3 separate regions of the Mus musculus genome follow, and regions 1 and 3 are each linked to region 2. The links are chromatin contacts, called in public HiChIP or PLAC-seq maps. All regions are on one chromosome and are shown on one strand. Each heading gives the region's core, a stretch centred on a gene start, on an enhancer-like site or on the middle of the called end of the contact. The rest is flanking DNA. Distances are from core to core; before and after follow the strand shown. Region 1 has its middle 39 kb from the start of Nfkb1. Region 2 holds the start of Slc9b2 (solute carrier family 9, subfamily B (NHA2, cation proton antiporter 2), member 2). Region 3 holds the start of Nfkb1 (nuclear factor of kappa light polypeptide gene enhancer in B cells 1, p105).

Region 1 (4,047 bases), core at 791-3,290, 420 kb after region 2:
TTTGCCCTCTTTGCCTCCGCTGGGACTCAGAAGTCAGAAGCAAACCGTGTGCCAGGAGGAGCACGTTGGGATCTTCTTACCAGACAGGACCGGCATATCAGCCCTGCTTGGCAAAGCCCCACTCTCCCTGGGTGTGTGAGCGGTTGTGCTTGCTTGGGCAGCCCAGCTCCAGGACACAGCAAAGAGGCCACAGGTCTCAGGAGCCGCCAGAATGGAGCCTGTAATCTATGGCCTTGGCTTTCTGTATTCTTAAATGTTTGCTCTGTGTTTTCCTCTCTGTAAAGCTTTGCAAATATAAACTTTCATTGTGACTCAGTTTTCTTTACAATCACATGTGTGAACTAAGGAGATTATTATGTTCTTTCATACCTCACCTTGGGCCAATGTAACACTATTCGTTAATACTGAGGCTAAGGTACTTTATATTCATAATCTCTCGTAAAAATACATCATCTCTGTAATTTGGAAAAATTCATTACAGGATTGGGAGGGTGTCTGATGATAATGTTGAAAGACACCGTGAAACGCTTTTCAATTACCTAAGAATTCTTTCTTCCTCCCTCCCTCTTTACTGTCTCCCCATCTCTCCTCTCTCTGATTTCTTCCCCTCTCTTTCTCAGTCTCTTCCATCCTTCCTTTCTTTTTCCTTCTTTTTTATCCCCCCTTTTCCTATTAAAATGATCTCAGCCTGGAATAAACATTGTTGCGAAACTGGCCAGGAGTTTTGCCAAGCTGAACACAGAACACGTCAGCTGTTTTCTGGAAAATAACTGCCTCATGTGACAGTGTCTATTATTTTAATTAGCACCGAGGCACGCCTCCAAGGCATTTCAACAGGTCAGGGTTTCTTACAGTGGCAATGGCTTTTTATTTCCTGATATGCCAATGAAGCAGATAGCTGACATCTGATTTTTTTGTCTCGGTGAGTAAAATGGTTGTTGTGATGATGCAGCCTGGACTTGAAGAAGTTGCAAACATTCCTTGTTACCCAGAGGCTATGGCACAAGCAGCCAGAGAGCGCTCCGAGCACTCACAGGAAGTGATAGCCAGGCCCTTCATTTTGGCTATCTGGGATGTTCTTTGCCATAAAGTGTTTATGACATATGCTCCTTGGGGTATCTATATTTCCAGGATATGTACATGTCTACCTATGTGTGCTAAACTCAAGAAGGGTTAATTCCAAGATCTGAAAGTCACTCTGTGAAACTATATCGTGAACACACATTCAGCAATCCACAAATGTGTAAGCCATGGTTTTAAATAGTGGTCGGTTGGGGAACAGACGCCCATTTCCTCCCACCCACTGCTCCCTAACATTGCTGTGGGGTGAGCTGGAGATGCTGATACGAGTGTTCATTTGAGAAGGAAACGGTTTATGATTGCCATGCTGCATCTCACAGAAAACAGTGTATAATTGGATTCCCGAATATAGCGAGCGAACACATGCATCATGTTTTCTATGTGGCTAAAATGACTTGCCATTTTTATTGTAGAGACTTTGCAGGGGCTGGAAGTGTGGAAAGAATTGTTTCTTAGGGTGTGGCAGTCACTGAGGTCAGTCACTCTGGGAATCTGGGTCTTAGAATGACCCTGATGAGAAGAAATTTATCCTCCCTCCCTCCCTCCCTCCCTCCCTCCCTCCCTTCCTTCCTTCCTTTCCCCCTTCTCCCCCCCTGTCTAAATGAATTACAATACCAACCAACACTTGGACATTCCAAGGAGCTATCAGTTGGGCACTAGAGCCACATTCAAGCCATATTCTGGAAACTATCCATCACCATCTGTGAGCTGGAAGGACTAACAGTATTTGCTTACATTAGTTATTTATAATGCTGCTCTCTCCTTTCTTTCATTTTTCTCATCCCTCCATCGCTTTATGCGGACAAATGGTGCAGCTTTGGTCGGTGGTCAGAATGCACGGTCAGTCTCCTTTGCTTTCCCTTAGAAAGTGTGGCTTTACTCATTCAGTGTTCAGTGGGGACACGCCCAGCTGTCAATCACCATTACTACTGCTATCACTCTTCAGCGCTTTACCTCGTTCTGTAATGGAATCTAAGGAAGGCTTCACTCACACAGTGACAGTGACAGTGACAGTTGCATTCCCACCCTTGTGGGGACACAGACGGTTCAGGTGACGGACCTGAGTCACCTCCTAAATGACACATTGTGGATTTGTATTTCAAGGTAGATTTTTATTCATCAACAGAATAAAGTAGTAAAATAAAATATAAAATAAAAATAAAAATAAAATAAATAAAAAATAAAAAAATATGATAAAAAGGAAACGGGATAAGTTAGTGAATGTTCACGACTTTAGGGTAAGGTTGTGGTTTGTTGCGATTTCTATGTTTTTATTTTTGTTTTTGTTTTTCGAGACAGGATTTCTCTGTGTAGCCCTGGTGGATGCCCTTGAATGTGAGCTTGCTTTGTAAAGGCTTTCAGAGCTCATCTAAGAAGAACTCTAGCGCCACCTCATGCCCAATTTCGAGAATTACCTGGTTAACTGTATTGAGAGATAGTTTTAAGATTGATCCAGCCATTAGGTGGCGCCGTGGACATGTACATTAAAGCCACAGCTCAGAACATCTTGTTAGATGTGGTGAAAACATTATTTCTTTCTTTCCAGGTTAAGATTTTTTTTTCTTAGTCTATGACTCATGGGAGTCTTAAATACCTTGTATTTATCTCCTGAGGTTTGAAGATTTAAGGTTTTAAATAGTTTAGAGCAGAATCTTCTTTCGCCCCACCCACATTTTTCTCAAACGATCTCAACATGAAGAAAAAATTTAAAGCATGTGTACAGATACGCAATACAAAGACTCAACACCTCGCCCGCACAAAGAAAGGAAAACAACTAGACCAGCCAGATTGACTAGTTTATAACAGGGCTTCACCATGCTTAGAAAGTGCGGTGGTAACTTCTATTTCTGTGCACCTGATCTGGTTAAAAACCTTATCACATAGGAAGGACGTTGGGCTGAGGTGAGGACTCAAGGCGGAGGGACTGACGATGGATCCAAGGGGGGGGGGGGAACCCAACAACGCTAAAATAGAAAGATTAAAAAAGGGAATCACTTACGGAAGAATGCTTGATTTATTCTATGGATGCTTTAAGTCTCGTTTGATTTTAGTCCCATCAAAGTTGGTGCCAGTCACAGTGGCAAGTGAAGTGTCCTCCATCTACTCTAACAAGCAGAAACAGATGTAATCAACTTACGTTCTCTCCCACCCAAAGAAGAATAAAATAAATCAATGTTCAAAAACACAGCGACCAAGCCTGACCTGAGTGAGGTCGATACCCAGCACACACACACACACACACACACACACACACACACACAAACACACACACACACACACACGGTGGAAGGAAGCCACTCCAGCGCATCACTCTCCAATCTCTACCTGCCTGCTGTGTCAGGCATGTACACACTTATCCAACCATCCACACAACATATATTAATGATGGATAAACACAACAGTAATTCAAACAATTGTACCCCTATGCATATCTAAACATCAAATGTAACTTGGAAATTATTATCAATATGATATGTATTATCTATCTATTAACCCTAAGGATGAAACACATCCCACCTATGATGTCTACTATAATGTCTAATATATTTTTGGTGAAGAAGTAATTATAGTGAATCCATCTAGATACTACTGATACTGGAACAGGGTGATGGTTTGAATGAAAATGGCCCCTATAGGCTTATAGGGAGTGGTGCTATAAGGAGGTGTGGCTTTGTTGGAGTGGGTATGGAATTGTTGGATGAAGTGGGTCACTGGGGGGTGGGGCTTTGAGGTTTCAAACTCTCAAGCCAGGTCCAGTAGTATCTCTCTCTTCCTGTTGCCTTCTGATCCAAATATAGAACTTCCAGCTAACACTCTCCAGTACCATGTCTGTCAGGTCGCCACCACGCTTCCTGCCATAATGATACCTAAACCTTTGACCCATTAGCCAGCCCCGGATAAGAGTTTTCTTTGCTAAGAGTTGCTGTGGTCATGGAGTCTTGTCACAGCACCATAAACCCTAGCTAA
Region 2 (3,824 bases), core at 524-3,023:
GGTAGCTCACACTGGCTTTTATCTCACCATTCCCCTGCCTCAGGATTGCTGAGGTGCTGAGGCACAATATAGACTGTGCCACCATGCCTAGTTCTTTAGTTTATGAAATTAGGAATTTAGGCTAAATGCTTTGACTTTTGTTTGTTTTGTCTTGGGTTTTTTTTATTATTATTATAATCAAAATGCTGTAACTTCTTACCTAGTGAATGAATGAATGGAACAGTGGAGTTCCTAGAAAAAGTATCTACTCAGGACCTCTAGGACCAAGTACCCAGCACAAAGATTTATTTGCTCCAGAGAAACAGAGGGCAGGGAGTAAGACTCAAAGATAGGAGATAAAAGACAAGGGAGAGGGGGCAGGGATATTTATCCCAGAAGGTGATCAAGGACTGCCTCTGGATAGAGAGGTGACAGATGTGGCATACAGGAAAATGGCAGTTTAAGGTACAAGGGGAAACCTCATGTTAGGATGAAGTGTTTAATTTTAATCAGGCATGTTAATTAGATGAACCGAAGGGGCTTTCAATTGCTGGACTTCAATCCTTTGATAGTTGGACCTTGGTAGTCAGCCTCAGGAGAAAGAAGTGGCCAATTAAGGGAATGAGCCTAGGTGGCTAGCTTTAGGAATGGAATCTAATGGTTTTAGCAGTGCAGAGGGAAATGCCTGAGCCATGCTTGCCACCTCAAGCTGACCAGAGTCCCTTCAGGAGTAGAGCATCATGTGTGTTGTGAGCAGGAACACACATAGTTAAAAACAAATGAATTCGTTTAAACACAGTGACCTCTGCAACAGAGAGATGTTCCGTTACTTCTGTCAGAGCTCAGAGGTTACAAGCAATGAAACCAGAGTGAATCTAGCCCAAAAGTTCAATGTTTTCCACTCACGCCAATAAAATCAAGGCATATCAAATGAACATCATATGACCAAAGGGTTGGGGGAGGAAAATATGTCTTAGTTCTGCAGGAAGAGGAAGCCAATGAGAATGGAAATTTTTGCAAGTTTTAGAAAATGAGTTCGTTTTAGGAAAAGAATCATTTCATTTCCTCTGAGAAAGGGTACTGGATGGAGCCTAGGTTCATTCGGAGGATTTCTGTCTGGAATAGAAATGTGCTTAATACACCTGCATGCTTGAAATCCAAGACTGAACTTAGCACTTGCTCAAAGAGTAAGACCAGATAATGGACGAGAGCAACTCCTTTGAGATGCTCATAAACCCCCACTTGGACTTGGATGTATCTTTCTGCTTGGGAGAATTTCATCCCCTTACCCCTAATATTTAAAATCTATGTTAAAATCTCCTAACAAACTCCAACTCCGATTTAAACGGGGAGGGGGGGGGAGGGAGGAAGACACCAAACTGGAAGTCAGAAATAAAAAATTAAATGGCTGATGGGAGGGAGCGTTACAGTAAAACAACATAGCAAGAGGCTCACAGTGACAGACACTGGCCCAAGGTTTCACTCCGCCATTTGTCACCTGAAGGAAAGAACCCTGCCTGTGAGAAGACACTGAGAGTCCTGGAATTTGCGTCGGATTACAGAATTTAGGAGATTCAGGAACAGTGAGAGAGCCTGCTGCTCTTAGCCTTGAGAGGTGGCCAGAGGCTGCTGGAAGCTGGGGCGCGTGGGCCAGGGTCTCCCTCTGGCTGAATGAGCAGAGCCCTGAACTGAGAGTGTGCCCCGCCCTGCCCCTCCCTGCCCCGCCCCTCCCTACCCCGCCCCGCGCCACTGGACCTCCCTGTTTTCCGCCGGCCCCCAGCCACAGCACCGCCCTAACCTAGCACGCCTTGGTAAACCTAGGCTCAACTCCCACTCAACGGAAGCCAGGAGGCCTGCGCAGACTGCCAGCAATGAGGTGAGTAGCACCGAGCAAACAACCCATGCGCATAGCTGGTACGGGAATGTGTGTGTGTGTGTGTGTGTGTGTGTGTGTGTGTGTGTGTGTGTTCGAGCGGGGGTTTTCCTTGTTTTTGTTTTAGCTCTCAGTTTTTGGACTGGGTGCTGAGGATCTTCAAGTCTAGACCCTAGACAATGTGATGCCTGCTCAGAGCACGTGAGCTGTAGCCCTCTTACTTGCCAGGCATCAGCTTCTTGTCACACACTTGCTCAGACTCCGGTGAGATTGATTTCACCAAAACATTAACGGCAGGGAGCTTTAAGCCCCCAGCAAGTAAGGTGGACCGTGGAGCAGTTGCCTGGAGCAGGTCTACTCTCTTTTCCCTCTGAGACGGCCCCGCCCCTTAGCAGATACAGATGCTGCATCGTGGGTGGGTGCTGGATTACCGATTCATAGGTTTGAAGGTTCAGCAGACACCTGCATGTCTTCTCTGAGCTAAGCAGGCACAGGAGATAATCACGTGTGGATTGCATACCGTTTCCACCCTCCAGGAGTTCAGAACGCAGCTCTGGGATCAGAGTATGCCTAAACAAGACTTTAGATCCTGAGCATGCACGCTGCTCTGGGGACGTGGGCAAAGTGACAGCCCCCTGTAACTGTGATACACACCAGGAGCACAAGCAACATGGGGAAGAAAGATGTATTTCATATCACAGGCTCACAGTCCAAAGAAGGGAATTTGCGGTAGACACTCAAGGCAGGAACTAAATAGAAGCTATGGAGGGATGCTGCTTACAGGTTTGCTCTCTATGGCTACCTCGGTTTGCCTTTTTATAGGCTCCAGGACCGCCATGGGGACCCACAGTGGTCTGGGCCCTACCCCCCAACAAACATTAGTCAAGAAAATGTCTTGTCACACTTGTCTACATGCCAATCTGATGGAGGCATATTATTAATTTAGATTTCCTCTTTCCAGATGACTCTAGTTTATGTCAAGTTGACAAAAAACTCACCAACCCACTGACTAGGGCATGTTATATATTTTCTGGCATAAAAAGTCTTTAGGGTTACAACCCCATCAACTATATTCTCAGCCCTTTTGGAGTACCCACAAGAGGAATTAAGAATGAGCCAGAAGGAGAGCTGGAGAGATGGCTCAGTAGTTAAGAGTCCTGAGTTCAATTCCCAGCAACCACATGGTAGCTCACAACCATCTCTAATGGGATCTGATTTCCTCTTCTGGTGTGTGTGAAGACAGAATTTAAAAAAAGAAAGAAAGAAAGAAAGAAAGAAAGAAAGAAAGAAAGAAAGAAAGAAAGAAAGAAAGAAAGAGAGAGAGAAAGGATAAGCCAGATGTAGTGACTCACAACTTTAATTCCATCACTTGGGAGGCAGAAGCAGGTGGATCTCTGTGAGTTTGAGGCCAACCTGGCCTACAGACTGAGTTCCAAAACAGCCAGAGCTATATAGTGAGACCATGTCTAAAGAAGAAGAAGAGGAGGAGGAGGAGGAAGGAGAGGAAGAGGAGGTGGAGGAGAAGGGAAGAGGGAGGGGAGAAGGAGGAGGAGGAGGAGGAGGAGAAGAAGAAGAGGAAGAAGAAGAAGAAGAAGAAGAAGAAGAAGAAGAAGAAGAAGAAGAAGAAGAAGAAGAAGAAGAAGAAGAAGAAGAAGAAAGAAGCAGAGAGTAAGCCAGAGGTGTTAGTGATAGTGACCCCATGAGGCCTGGATCCTAGATCTTACATGCAAAGTTTCTGTGTGAATGTGGAAATTAACACTCATTCGATTCTTGCTCATATTCGTGTCCACAGCTTTTCTTCTGGCTGAGTTTGGGTGTACATCTCGAATTTAGCAAGCAGATGCTCTGCCTGAGCCTACAAAGGTGCTGGTGCGGGGGGCCCCTGTCCACTGAGACTTGCAGACTTGGTTTTCCAGTGTTAAGTCCTCCGCCCTCTTGTGACTGACAGGAGGCAGTTGGAGGTGTGAGAGTG
Region 3 (4,084 bases), core at 472-2,971, 380 kb after region 2:
GTTCATATGCAAAGCAAAGGACTTCGATGTAAATAATTTACATATTTTTTTCGTGCATCAAACAGCAAGAGGTTCCATCTCTAGAAAGCGCAATATTAAAATCAGGGGGAAAAAAACCCACTTCAGCAAGGACCTTACTTTAATCAAGTTTCTCTTTTTAAGGTCTGACGAACATTAATGCATTTTTTTTTTGCCACCCAAGAACAATCAGCTGAAGAGTCCTCTAGAAAGCCACCCAACTCTATCACCATCTCCATCTTTAGTACTAACCACCAGTCTGAGCCCCAGTATTTGATGCCATAGCCATCAAATGTTAATAAACACCACAAGTTGTTCTCAGCCCTAAAACAACAAAAATTTTAGTTAAATATGCTTACTTAGAAAGCTGCAGTGTTGGCCTTTACTTTTAAAAGTTCATTAAAAAAACAAAACAGATTAAATCTAGATGATGAAATCTTTTTATCATTTGTCCCACTTAAGTTTTAGACTCGACCCATAAACAGAGCCAAGATTGGTGTCTGTCTCAGAAGACCGAAGGAAGCCTACATGTAGCAGAGGCGTCATGTTTGTATCGTTTTCTGTTTTGGAGGTCAGGCACAAAACATGGTGCCATTATCCTAGAGTTTCCCCGTAATCAAAAGTCTGAAAGGTGCTATTAGTAGGTAATTTCTCTCTCAAATGCCAGCCCTGGAGAATCGGTGTGAGGCCCTCCTTATTATTTTGAAAATCAAAGTTGAGATTTGGCAGCTGAATGCATGATATGTGTGTGTATGGGGAGGGGGGGGTGTCTATCTCAGATTGGTAAGTGGGCCCCAGGTTCTCCCGAGGGACTGATTCTTAGGAGCTGGGAAGGGCTTTGCCAGCCAGGAGGACTGACAGGCACTTCTGCTTTCATTTCACTGACCGCCCTTTGGTGAAATCTGGCTGTGCACTGCACCAAGCACCTTTCTATCTGTCCTAGGCCGGTGGCGGACCTCAGCCTGGCCGCCACCACCCCACCCCAACCCCGCCGCAGGGGCTTGGGTACATCTTTCTAAAACTTTGCAAGAGTTCCTCTCCGCTTCCCGTTCCCGCCCGCGGAGACGCCGAGGGCCCCGCCAGCCGGCCCGCAAGGCCTCGGGGCCGCCCAGTGCGGATGTGCCCTTTCCCCGCAGCCGGGGCCGCTCGATCCGCGACTCCTGCTTGGGGCTCTCCCCTAGTCCCCCCCCGAACCCCGGGAGCTTCGAGCCAGTGGGACCCGCTGCACCGTGGTGCGGAGAGCTGGCGGCTCCGTTCCTCTACCTGCCCCGGGGCTTACCCTGGAGATGCGGCGCGGCCTCTCCTCGCCTGCGGGCTCCCGCTGCGGAGCGGCGCGGACCGGCGGGAGCCCGAGCCGGGTCGGGGCGCGGGCGGGCGGGCGGGCGGCTCAGCGGCGCGCCATGGCTGCGGCGCGGGCGGAGAAGCGCGGGGCGGGCCGGGCGCGGCGGGGCCCTGAGCTCCGGCCTGCGCTGCTAGAGCCGGCCCGCGAGCAGGCCGAGGGCGGCGGCGGCGGCGGCGGCGGCGGCAGGCCGGGGGCGCGCAGGGCACGGGAAGCCGTCAGCGCGCAGCCGGGCTGCTCGGGTGGCGAAACCTCCTCTTCCTGCCCGGCTCGCCTCGGTACTTCTCTCTCGTCCTCTCTCGCTCACTCTCTCACTTCCTGGCTGGAAATTCCCACTGACGTCGAGAGAGAGCAGACAGACGGACGGACCCACGCGCGCGCGCACAGCGGGGGCGGGAGGTGGGGTCGCCTCCGGGGGTGGGGGAAGCCCGCGCGCCCCGACCCGGCGCCCCGAACCCCAAGCCCCGCGGCGGCCGCGACGCCCCCGGGAGGCGCCCGCAGCCCAAGGGCAGGCCCGGACAGCTGGAGGCCACGGGAGACCGGCCTGGTCCCCACGCGCTGGGCACAAAAGTCAATCTCATCTGCTTGTTCCCTCCTCTGGGGGTCTCGGCTACACTCAGATCGCTCCATAGAGCGGACAGGAATTTCGAGATCGTAGCTGAGGTTCTCTCCAGAGAACCATGAATTTATATTGGGTCTGGATGAAGTCTTCAATCCGCTCGATTATTTCAGCCACAGCGCATTGTCCGGCCTGTGTGATCATCGCTGTGGATGGAATTAGAGCGACAGTGAGACCCGCAGTGTTGGTTCACAGCTCATAAATCCTTATCCGGCTCAAGGGAGGTTATTTTTCTGGAGAGGCCTCCCACTGATGACCGTTTGCGAGCATTTGAGCGTCTTTATTCTTTGGGCAAAGTGCCTCCATGGGCCAGGAATGACAGCCTGGGGCTAGGTAGCTCCCAAGTGAGTTTTGACTTAAACCTATTTTAGAGTTCGGGGGTCTCACTACTGAGTTCAAGTGGAAATACAACTTTGAAAGGCCAGGGATCAATCAGGTAGTGAGCATGCAGTTTTATTTTGGTACTTAACCCTCCGCTCAGCGTTCCACTTATGAAGTTATAAAAAACCCTCTCAGTGGGATGTTGTTGAGGGAAACACAGGTGCCCCCCCCCACACTGTATATTAGAGAGTCTTTAAGTGACCTTAAAGAGCCCTGTAATCAACCTTAAAGCTATATCATTAAATTGTAGAGACCGTTTTGCCATCTAGAGTTCAGAGGCTTCCTATAGATGGAAGACAACGATGGTTGTTATTATTTATGGGACATTAGAAATTGTAACCTACGGGCCTGGGAAATGACTCAACAGAGTGGTCGTTGGGATCTTTAGCATTCCTGCAGGTGGGGGTATCTGTAACCTCAGCGGACAGTTGGACCTGGAACTCATTGGATAACTAACAAAGCCAAGCGCTGAGTGACAGAAAGTGACAAACACAGACCTCTGTGAGAGAGAGTGGGGGTGGGGGGGACAGAGGGAGGGGGAGGGGGAGAGGGCAAGAACTGTGTCCTTGTTACTATTTAGCACATTGCTATATAGTATATAAAATGATTCTTTTCCCTGATGATATAAATACAAAGCCTGAAAGCTCTGGTGAAACAACAAAGTATAAAGTGTTTGTCTTTCCTCTGAGGACTAGGTGGGATGGGGAAAACTCTACAGTCTGCAAGGTGGGGCAGTCCCATTGTCAAAGGCACATAAATAAGACTGTTACAAAGGTAGAGGCAATGGGATATACTACTAGAACACAAGTTGAAGACTGTTCATCAGCAAGAAGTATCTAGTTAAACTTCAAGCTCCAAATGATCCCATGGGATATACCTAAAACAGAAGCCTGTGTGGGAAGCAGGTAGACTAGGCTCCTATGTCTGTGGCAACAGAAACCAATGTCAGGGATTTGTTCCTTCACAGTCCTTGCTGCAAGAGGTCTGACATTCAGATGTGGTTGCCAAGGCCACACTCCACAGAAATCCTTTGCCTGGCCCCTGCCTCTGGTGGCTGCGGCAATGCCTGCCCTCTTAGGCTTGGCTGCAGCATTTCAGTCGTGCTTCATTATCGTGTCAACCCCTTCCCTGTGCTTCCTCTCATCTGGATCCAAAGAGACCTGCCTTTCTTTTATTTAAAAGATTTATTTTAAATTCTCTCTCTCACTCTGTGTGTGTGTGTGTGTGTGTGTGTGTGTGTGTGTGTGTGTGTGTGTGTCTGAGTGTTACAGGTGCCTGTGCTACACAGGCACCTGTGTCTAAGCGTTGCAGGTACCTGTGTAGCACAGATCTCTGTGTGGCGCAGTTGTCTGTGTGGCACAGGTGTCTGTGTGGTAAAGGTGTCTGTGTGGCGCAGGTGTCTGTGTGGTAAAGGTGTCTGTGTGGCACAGGTGTCTGTGTGGCACAGGTGTCTGTGTGGCACAGGTGTCTGTGTGGTGAAGGTGTCTGTATGGTGCAGGTGTCTGTGTGGCACAGGTATCTGTATGGTGAAGATGTCTGTGTGGTGCAGGTGTCTGTGTGGTGCAGGTGTCTATGTGGCGCAGGTGTCTATGTGGCACAGGTTTCTATGTGGCACAGGTTTCTATGTGGCACAGGTGTCTGTGTGGCACAGGTGTCTATGTGGCACAGGTTTCTATGTGGCACAGGTGTCTGTGTGGCACAGGTGTCTGTGTGGCACAGGTGTCTAT

Evidence for each region. HiChIP or PLAC-seq counts read pairs in DNA pulled down with a chosen protein or histone mark.
Region 1: a contact with region 2 is called in an H3K4me3 HiChIP or PLAC-seq map of forebrain, with 6 times the contacts expected there. The contact joins the enhancer-like site here to the promoter of Slc9b2 in region 2. A contact is called at or near these places in 11 of 39 promoter capture datasets (the 3T3-L1 cell line, the C10 cell line, the HPC-7 cell line and 7 more), 5 of 15 datasets of contacts at CTCF or cohesin (the NIH/3T3 cell line, embryonic stem cells, hippocampal excitatory neurons and 2 more), 89 of 484 Hi-C or Micro-C datasets (the 3T3-L1 cell line, 3T3-L1-derived adipocytes, the 4T1 cell line and 62 more), 20 of 115 datasets of contacts at active chromatin or transcription factors (the NIH/3T3 cell line, bone marrow-derived dendritic cells, bone marrow-derived macrophages and 13 more) and 3 of 9 other capture datasets (embryonic stem cells, liver and macrophages).
Region 3: an H3K27ac HiChIP or PLAC-seq map of embryonic stem cells shows a contact between it and region 2, with 4 times the contacts expected there. The contact joins the promoter of Nfkb1 here to the promoter of Slc9b2 in region 2. A contact is called at or near these places in 9 of 39 promoter capture datasets (the C10 cell line, the HPC-7 cell line, cranial neural crest and 5 more), 1 of 15 datasets of contacts at CTCF or cohesin (the NIH/3T3 cell line), 1 of 484 Hi-C or Micro-C datasets (nephron progenitors), 22 of 115 datasets of contacts at active chromatin or transcription factors (bone marrow-derived dendritic cells, bone marrow-derived macrophages, cardiomyocytes and 17 more) and 3 of 9 other capture datasets (adipose tissue, liver and macrophages).

The regions. Positions count from the first base shown.
Region 1 is chr3:135,728,996-135,733,042 of GRCm38.p6, forward strand. No RefSeq gene overlaps it. Among named protein-coding and RNA genes, the nearest start is that of Nfkb1, 39 kb to the left of the region's middle. Within about 2 kb of position 2,041, at least 57 of the 459 cell types and tissues checked have an H3K27ac peak or open chromatin away from gene starts, as enhancers often do. A contact at or near this core is called in B cells, the C2C12 cell line, CD8 T cells and 11 more, where this site is marked.
Region 2 is chr3:135,305,927-135,309,750 of GRCm38.p6, forward strand. Slc9b2 (solute carrier family 9, subfamily B (NHA2, cation proton antiporter 2), member 2) reads left to right here and starts at 1,774. Exons shown (of 13, transcript NM_178877.6): 1 at 1,774-1,855. All of the region lies in intron 1 of Gm46826 (a long non-coding RNA gene), which reads right to left.
Region 3 is chr3:135,689,826-135,693,909 of GRCm38.p6, forward strand. Nfkb1 (nuclear factor of kappa light polypeptide gene enhancer in B cells 1, p105) reads right to left here and starts at 1,722. Exons shown (of 25, transcript NM_008689.2): 1 at 1,298-1,722.